3 separate regions of the Mus musculus genome follow, and all the other regions are linked to region 2. A link is a contact called in public Hi-C and HiChIP or PLAC-seq data. All regions are on one chromosome and are shown on one strand. The core of a region is the stretch at or near the end of the contact, and the rest is flanking DNA. Distances in the headings are between cores, read along the strand shown.

Evidence for each region. A called contact is a pair of places that touch in the nucleus more often than the background predicts. HiChIP or PLAC-seq counts read pairs in DNA pulled down with a chosen protein or histone mark.
Region 1: a contact with region 2 is called in a Hi-C map of group 2 innate lymphoid cells, with 2.2 times the contacts expected there. The contact joins the promoter of Cxcr1 here to the enhancer-like site in region 2. A contact is called at or near these places in 3 of 39 promoter capture datasets (the HPC-7 cell line, embryonic stem cells and hippocampal neurons), 30 of 484 Hi-C or Micro-C datasets (B cells, the BV-2 cell line, the Ba/F3 cell line and 16 more), 1 of 115 datasets of contacts at active chromatin or transcription factors (bone marrow-derived macrophages) and 5 of 9 other capture datasets (adipose tissue, embryonic stem cells, liver and 2 more).
Region 3: a contact with region 2 is called in an H3K4me3 HiChIP or PLAC-seq map of bone marrow-derived macrophages, with 2.5 times the contacts expected there. The contact joins the promoter of Arpc2 here to the enhancer-like site in region 2. A contact is called at or near these places in 4 of 115 datasets of contacts at active chromatin or transcription factors (bone marrow-derived macrophages, embryonic limb bud, embryonic stem cells and 1 more) and 2 of 9 other capture datasets (adipose tissue and liver).

The regions. Positions count from the first base shown.
Region 1 is chr1:74,193,082-74,195,888 of GRCm38.p6, forward strand. It overlaps Cxcr1 (chemokine (C-X-C motif) receptor 1), which reads right to left and starts at 1,550. Exons shown (of 2, transcript NM_178241.4): 1 at 1,511-1,550.
Region 2 is chr1:74,007,347-74,010,281 of GRCm38.p6, forward strand. The region is part of intron 4 of Tns1 (tensin 1); the gene reads right to left. Among named protein-coding and RNA genes, the nearest start is that of Gm39664, 22 kb to the right of the region's middle. Within about 2 kb of position 1,310, at least 129 of the 459 cell types and tissues checked have an H3K27ac peak or open chromatin away from gene starts, as enhancers often do. A contact at or near this core is called in the HL-1 cell line, the HPC-7 cell line, adipose tissue and 6 more, where this site is marked.
Region 3 is chr1:74,235,166-74,237,865 of GRCm38.p6, forward strand. It overlaps Arpc2 (actin related protein 2/3 complex, subunit 2), which reads left to right and starts at 1,352. Exons shown (of 10, transcript NM_029711.2): 1 at 1,352-1,734. The coding sequence starts at 1,661.

The sequences.
Region 1 (2,807 bases), core at 300-2,799, 190 kb after region 2:
TTGCCTTCAGTTGGCTCTACAGTTCTCAACTCTATGCCCAGCTCTTCCTTGTCTCCTCTTAACCATCTTTGTCCTCAGCCACGCCCCTGGGTTCAGATACAGTCACCAGGTTGTTCTTACACTCAGGGAAGAGCCAGCACACAGCAAACGGAAGGAGGCAAGGTGTATCTGGGCGTCCCCTCCAACCTTATGTCTTATATATGCCCCCTCATTATTGTTTGCAATTTTTGTAAAGACATATTATTTTTCATTGCTTTTATTTATGTATAAGTGCATATGAACTTGTCTGTGTGTCTATATGTAGAGGTCAGAAGAAGGCATCTGATCCCTTGGAACTGGAGCTACCAGGAGTAGCGAGCTGCCCAAAGTGGGTCCTAGGAACCAAATCCTCAGGAGCACTCCATGCTCCTAACCACTGAGCTATCTCCCCAGCCCCTTGTTTGCCTTTCTTAAAACCTACCTGGAGAAAGAGGTGATAACTTCAGATTACATTACACTGTACTCTGCGCCTTGTCTTCTGATGAGATTGTCTCCAGCTTTCACAGTTGTAAACATCGCGTCAAAAGCACACAGAAGAGGCCAAAGCAATGATTCAGTGAGGTGCCTGCGTGCTGCCAAGCCGAAAACCTGAACTTGATCCCCAGAGCCCACATGGTAGAAGGAAAGAACTACCTCATGTAGGTTATTCTCTGGCCTCCACACCTAAGCTCACACACACATTAAGCGTGAAATAGAAAAATTTTAAATGCATGTCAAGGGTTGGTGAGATACCTCGGCAGAGCTTGTCACACAAGCCTGACACCTTGAGTTTGCTCCCAGAATCTATGATGGAAGAAGGAAACCAGCTCCTTAAAATTGTCCTCTAGCCTCTGGCCTCTGTATATAGTCCTGCACACTTGCACACACACACACACACACACACACACACACACACACACACTTGAGACATGAGAACACGTGTGCACCTCTACCCAACACCAGGGCTCTGTAATCTGGAAGTATTTAGAAGTTAACTGAGTTTAAGATGAGGATACAGTTACCTAATGCCCACTCTCAATGGCTACCTTACCTGGGGCCTTTAATCCCCAAAGATTTCCACTTATCAACTGCAGATTGTGGGAAGATAGGGAGCTCTCCCAGCTTCCAGGCCTTGGATTCTATGGCAAGGGCAACCACATCCCTACCCCTTGGGATGCTCTCTCAGTGCCAGAGTTTGCATCTTCACAGAAGATGAAGGTTAGAGAGAAGCAATCAACACTGAGCCAGGAAACTGTTCACTGCAGCCACATAACAGGAAAGCAATAAAAAGCAATGGCTGAGGGGAGGGGGGCTGTGACCGTAAGCACCTAGGAAGTCAGAGTTGCGTACCTAGACACAGTGAGGGGACAAGAAACCATTTATCAGAAATCCCTTAGTCCCACAGAAACCAGTGTGTTTTCTAAAATAAAGTTGGACCAAGCCTTCCTACCCCAACATGTGGACTGACACACAGCTGACACAGGCGTCCTACCTGAGGCACCAGCTGGGTCCGTTCCTTGTGTGCGGGAGGAGCCTGCAGCTCAGGAAACAGAATGATCAAACAACCGAAGGGACTGGATGAATAAAAGAAAGAGGGAGAAACCACACCTCCCCCTAGAGCCCCGCCCACATCTGCATTTGGGTACAGATGAAGTCATGGGGCCCGGCAGTATCAGAGATTCTGAGTTCCGTAGGCTTAGCAGGGTGACCCTGCAGTTAAGGGTGTTCTCTCTAACTCCTTCCCTCCATAGATGATCACTTCTACCATCTTCAGTTTCTTGAATTTACCTGCACGTGCCACCCCTAAGTTTCCTAATAGATTACCTTGAGAAGTTTCTAACTTCCCAAGGGGAATAAGAAAGGGGGCAGTACAGACTTCCTATAACAGAAGTTTCAGAAGTCCACGGTGGGAAAGACTTAGGGAGTCTAAAGGAGAACTTAGCGGAAAGCTGGTGGTAGGGTCTACACTTAAGCTGTGTTTGGACAGCACGCAGACATTTATGTTGGTGCTGGAATAGAACCCAGGACCCAGTGCATGCTGGGACAAGTATCCTACCGCTGAGCTACACCTGCAACCCCAATGCTTGCTGTTTTGTTTTGTTTTGTTTTGTTTTGTTTTGAGACAGAGTCTCTCATAGCCCATGCTGACCTTAAGTCCATAAACCTTCATCTCTCTCCCAAATATTGGCATTACAAGTATACACCACTATGCCCAGCTATAAGCACGCCATTTTCACTTATATTTATAGGCATCTTTAGGGTCATGTGGTAGAGATTTTGGAAGGAAAACCTTTCCTTTACACTCTCTTTTACTTCCAATTATTGCTTGGTTACAGTAGAGCTGAGGTTTGGGGCATGGCCACTCCTTCCCTGAAGTCTATCAGAAGATCATGAGGGCTGGGAAAACAGTGAAAGACCATCTGGGGGTGATGCCATTACTGCTCCCCATTTGGTACTGAAGGACAGCTTCTTTAGGAAGCTGCCTGAGAAGTCCCTGAGCAACTCACAGCTGACCCCTGACTTTATTCCTAGGGTTCAGTGGACTGGTTAGTTTGAACTATCAACTAAACACAACCTAGAGTCATCTGAGAAGGGAATCCCAATTGAGGGATTTCTCAGATCAGACAGGCCTGTGGGCATATCTGTGGAAGATTGTCTTGATCTCTAATTGATGTAGGAGGGCCCAGCCCACTGTGGGAGGCACCATCCCCAAGCAGGTGGCCCTGGTCTGTATAAGAAAACTTGGTAGGGATGGAAAAATGGCTGACTGGGTTAAGAGCACAGACTGT
Region 2 (2,935 bases), core at 60-2,559:
GCACAGCAAGCACGTTTCCTACTGAGCCTTCTTCTTAGCTCCATTCAACACACTTTTGGAGCCCCAAAGGCTGGCGACAGCAGACCCTTACCCAGGTCACCAGTAGGAACAGACATCTTTCCTGTACTTCCCTGGGAAAACTGGGGAATGGACTGCAGTGGGAGAGGCTACTATCAGACAGCAGAGAACTTCCTGAATTTGCTGTGAACCACAGGGTGGGTAAGGAAGCTGCATATCCTTTCTTCAATGTTTCCCCCAAAACAGACACGCATGCCTTTCCCTCTCTGTGCACGTGCTACCTCTCGCTGCTGACTGAGCCAAGAAGAGCATGTCCTGGAAGATTGGGAGGCTGGCCCACCTGCCTGGGGACCATGTAGTAGAAATTCATTGGTGGCCTGCTGGGAGGCTAGGCTGGGGGGAGGAGAAAAATGTATCTGTGGGCTGCTGTTCAGAGGAAGGAAATGCCGGGGCTTGGGGATGCCCCAGCCTGAGCCCAGGGCTCGGGGGCAAGAGGGAGGGTGCAGAGTGCAGACTCAGCCTCCAGAGGAACATTCTGTCCAGAACACTTCAAACCCTCAGCTCTAGCTTGCCAGATCTCTCTGCTCTTGTCCCAAGGGAAGTCTGTAATCTGGGCAGTTTGGAGCCAAAAAGACCCCGTGGCATCACATCTACCACCACATTGATGATCTGTGAGGTCACCCAGCACTACCTATCTTGGAGGGGGAAGGGCCTGGGAGGCAGAGGGGCCAACCAGAAGGAACTGGAATTGCTCAGACCCAAGACACAGGGAAGGCTATTCTGGGCTCACTTTTTCCCCAAAATAGAACCATAAGTAGATATGGGGTTGGGTGCTGAGAGGCAGGGGGACAAGGCATAGCATTTGGGGACATTTAGCAGAATATGACAATAGGCTGCATACTGGAGGCATGGCCTCATAACATCCCCATGAGGGCATCCTCTCAATAGAGATAATGACAACAGCAACCTATAGGCAGCAGCAGTGACAGAGGAAGCCAGAGACTCTCACCTTAAAAGCTTGCTTTGGGTCAGCTGCCTGCCCAGGCTTCCTGAGCCTTCATTCTACGTCAAGGTCTCAGGGGCTGGAGAAGGAACATTTGGCTCCTCTTCTGGCAATTTCCCGGAGGGTGCTTGCTTCTATGTGAGCCCAGGTCAGCCCTCCAAAGCTGTGTCCCTGCTATGCTCCACCCCAAAGCAACAAGAGGCAACAAAATGGGCACGGGAACAGCTGGGACTGAAGCAGGATCCTGGGCAGGCAGGAGGCCCAGGTGGCAGGGACGCTGACCTAAATGTTCAGGGTAGATTGCTGCCAAGGTCACTGCCTCTCATAGACACACTCAGCCATCAAGGGGAAAAGAACAGGCTCTGGTGATTAAGTGGAAAGCTATGCTGACTTCCACACACCCCCGAGAGGAGCGCCAAGCAAGTCCCTTCCTGTCTCAGCCCCTCCTCCAAGCCAACCCTAAGGGGCCCAGCACTACACCACGGGCTGAGGCTGGGACACCCAGGACCTCCTCTCCAGCCCCATATCAGGACCAGGCTAGAATACTGAGTATTCCCTCTGATCACAGCTCTCCTCCCACAGAGGACCAGGTCTACCATAAGGCTTTGCCTCCTCCGCATCCTTGAACTAATCTGGCCCAGAAACCCTAAGACCCTACTGGATGTCTACCCTAGTCCCTTCCACCTGCCTTCCCCTTCCTGTCAAGCCACCCCCAGCTGGCAGCAGATTCCCACTCTAAAACCCTGCCATGGGTCAATTGCCTGCTCAAGGACCCATAATGGCCCTTAGTACTTAGCTCTCAAGGTCCTGTTCTCCACCCAGACTGTGAACTCCTCTAAGCCCGGCCCCTCCCTCTCTAGTGCCAGAGTCAATAGCTGGCCCTTTCCTCTCCAGCAGAGTACATTCCCATCCCCATCTTGCCAGTCAGGGCCACCAAGTAGGTGTCCAGACCAAGGTTATACACAAGATCACAGGGTCTACTCTCCCCCAGCGAGAGCAGGCTGTCTGACTTTTATACCATATTTGCTTGCTTGCTTCTGCAATTTGTACCAAGGTGTGTGATCTACCATCTTCTAGAGCTCCCCCTACTCCTTCCTCTAAATCAGCCTGGCCACAGAGAACAGACTTTCCAAGGCGTAGCACAAGTGAGTTCATTTATTCTCCTGAAACCCAGGGCCCCCCCTGGTGAGAGTCTAGAGTTGGGCACAGATGCATTCTATGGTATGGTTTCCCTCTGCCTTGCCTTCTGATCTGGCAACCCTGTGTGCCCTGGTCAGCCATCCCAGGCCAGACTTATACCTCCTGGGCACAGCTCTGCCCCAAACACCAGGCTGCTAAAGCAGGCAGGATCCTCTCCCACTGGTGGTCAAAAAGAAGCTTTGACCTCTGACCTCTGGGGACCATGACACTTGCCTGCCCTGAGAAAAGACAGGATGTGAGCGGGCCTGAGGAAACCCAAGGAACATTCGCTGGCACCCCACACCTAATGGGTGTTAGTGACTAGTGAGGGGTTCCAGCAGCAGACATCAGTTATCAGTTCCCCATCCCAAGACAGCCCAGGTGGGCCATGTCTGATGTTTGAAACCTCTTCCTGCCTCACAAACCAACTAGCCCCATGACCATCTCCACCTCCTAAATGTTGCTTTGTTCTATTGTTCAATAGAAAACAAATCCAAACACCTCAAGAGCGGCTTCATGCTCCTAGCCCTTCTGGACTGTACAACCTCCGGTTGTGCTTGAATTGGGCTGTATGACCCCTCCCATCTCCAGCTGCTGGGGTCTTTGGGAAGCTCAGGCCCACAGACTCCCTCCCTTTGGAAGTCAGCCTCAGGTCAAGCTTGCCTTCTGGCATGGCTCCATTTTCCAGAATTTTCTAAAGATGGCCACCCATGCCCCTTTCAGCACCTTGGGATT
Region 3 (2,700 bases), core at 102-2,601, 230 kb after region 2:
TCCCTATAATAATAAATCTTAGAATTCCATATTTGTTCATTTGCTTTGAGACAAGAGACAAGGTCTCACCATGCAGTTCTGGCTTGCTTGGAACTTGCTGTGTAGAACAGACTGGCCTGGAACACACAGAAATCTGCCTGTCTCCACCTCCCGAGTGCTAGGATTAAAAGTATGCCTCACCACAAGCAGCAAAAAAGATTTTTTTAGAGACAACTGAAATGAAGTAAGAAAGGCATATTGGTGTGAACTGAGAATCCCAGAACTTGGAGACACCAATACATGTTCAAGGCTAGCCAGAGCTACAGAGCAAGTCCCTCTTTCAAAAATCTGGACAAACAGGGCCAGGGCGTGGCTCAGCAAGTTGTGCCTGTTGTTAAGCCCGATGACCTGAGTTCAATTCTCAGGATCCATGTGTTGGAGAGAGAAGGGAACTGACTACCAAAAGGTGTCCTCTGATCAATATCAAACAAAATTTTTTTTTTTATTGCATGGAGAAGAGGCTTAATTAAAATTGTTCCTGGAAGAGAAAAAAGTGGAAACATGGTACCCAAGCTGAAAGGACAGGTGGCGGTGGCGGCACTTAAGCAAAGAAATAAAGGTATGACAGGAATCCCTAAGGCCCATCTGGATTCCTTTCCTTTATTGCCCAATAACAACGTGGAATTTATTGCGTTTTTGTTGTTGTTGGTTTTTTGTTTTTGTTTTTTTTTTTTTTTTGGTTTTGGTTTTTCGAGACAGGGTTTCTCTGTATAGCCCTGGCTGTCCTGGAACTCACTTTGTAGACCAGGCTTGCCTCTGCCTCCTGAGTGCTGGGATTAAAGGCGTGCGCCACCACGCCGGGCTTTTATTGCGTTTCTTTTAGCAGACCATAAGCTTTAGAAGGTCAAGTCCTCATCTATTGCATTAATCACTGTATCCCTGGGAAGGAGAGATGGCCACTAAACAGTCGCTGGCGAAGAATAGGCACAACGGTGCTGCAGGGTAGCCCTAAGCACGGAATGAGCAAAAAGCACCCACAAGTTGGAAGCAAGGGATCCCCCCCACCCCAAACAAGCTTCTTAAGGGGGCTTCTGAAATAATATCGGAAGGGTGGAATCAGGCTTCTGGAATATTCGCGAAAGGGGCAGGTGGATTGTACGGACAACGGGGAATGACAGGTGAGCGTAGGACTCTCCTGGTCAGGAGGAGCGGGGCGGCGTGTGGCGCATGCGCACGCATGCCCTCTGCCTGCCTCCTCACCGGGACGCGCTTGCGGGCGAGTGCACGCGCGAGGTCGAAGCGGAAATGGCGCCGCGGGGCCGCGCGTGCGGGCGGCGAGCGGAAGTGGGTGTGAGAGCGGAAGTGGCCGGCTGGAGCCGGGGGCTGGGCGGGGACCGGGATCGTCAAGTAAGGCGGCGGCGGAGGCGGCGGCGGCTCGGCAGGCGGGTTGAAGCTTCGGGGGCCAGGTCGGTCGGGTGGTGGCTGCCTGCTACAGGCAGCGCGTGCCGGGCCAGCGCGTGTGTCCGCCTCTCCCCACCCCGCTCCCCGTCCCCTTCTCCCCTCACCTACCGCACCCAGCCCCCCTCGTCAGGGGCAGCGGGGCCGCTCCCTCCGTCCTACCCTCGATTGCCCACCCTCACCGCCCTTGTTTCTCCTTCCCCTGCCCGGGGCAGCCGCCGCCATGATCCTGCTGGAGGTGAACAACCGCATCATCGAGGAGACGCTCGCGCTCAAGTTCGAGAACGCGGCCGCCGGGTAAGCGCACGCCGGGAGGAGGCCGAGTTGACCCCAGCTAAATCCCGGGTGGCGTCCAGCTCCCCAGCCCTAGAGGGGGACAAATCGGGAACCTGGCGCGGCTTCAGGGTTTCCCTGGCAGGATGGACGTGGGAAGCCACGGGGCGCGGTGAGCCGAGGGCCTGAGATGCGTGGGGAGAGGCTGAGATAGGGATGCGGAAGCAGCGAGAGGACAGGGGCAAGGCGTGCCAGAGAACAGGAGACCTGTAGGACGTGAGGGCAGCCGAGGCCAGAAGTCACGCCCGAGAGCCTACGGTCCTCAGGGGGGAAGAGAGGGGTGCACTTCCCTCTGTCTTTTCCGTCATTGTACCGAACCCAGAGAGACCCTTTTGGGGAAGCTGGATTGAATGGAGTTTTCAGGAATTCCCAGGGCGAGGTGGGAAGAACGTGTAGGCCCAGATCGCCACCAGCATTCTGCTTCCCCACCCCCATCTCTCGAGACCCCAGGAAAAGCAGGAGGCAAGACTGAAAGCAGACCCAGGCTGCTAGGGGGGTAAAAAAAATCTCTAACCTACTGTGAAACTAGCCATTTTGTTATATATCCTTTAGGCAAAGCCAACGGTTCTCCATCCACACTCTCTTTAGCTCTCGAGACAAGCTTGCTCTATTTACTTATTGGTTGTGTGTCTTAAATTCTTATCAAAGACCCCGGTCTTTGATTTCTTCTGTAGTAATGCCGACTGGGTTAATAGCTGCTTCTGCTCCCAGAATCTATAAAGTTCTTAAGATAACCATTTATAACATCAGCATCTTAATATATGGGACGTATTTCCAGCCCTCTCTGTCATACACAAAAAAGCAAACTCCTCCCTTAAAGCCGCGTTGCCTCTCTAATATATTTAAAACCTGAGCAGAGGAATTGGGTTTTAGGTTCTAATTTATGGTGGCCTGTGGCCATTCCTTTGCCTCATTTCCTCATTGGTAAAG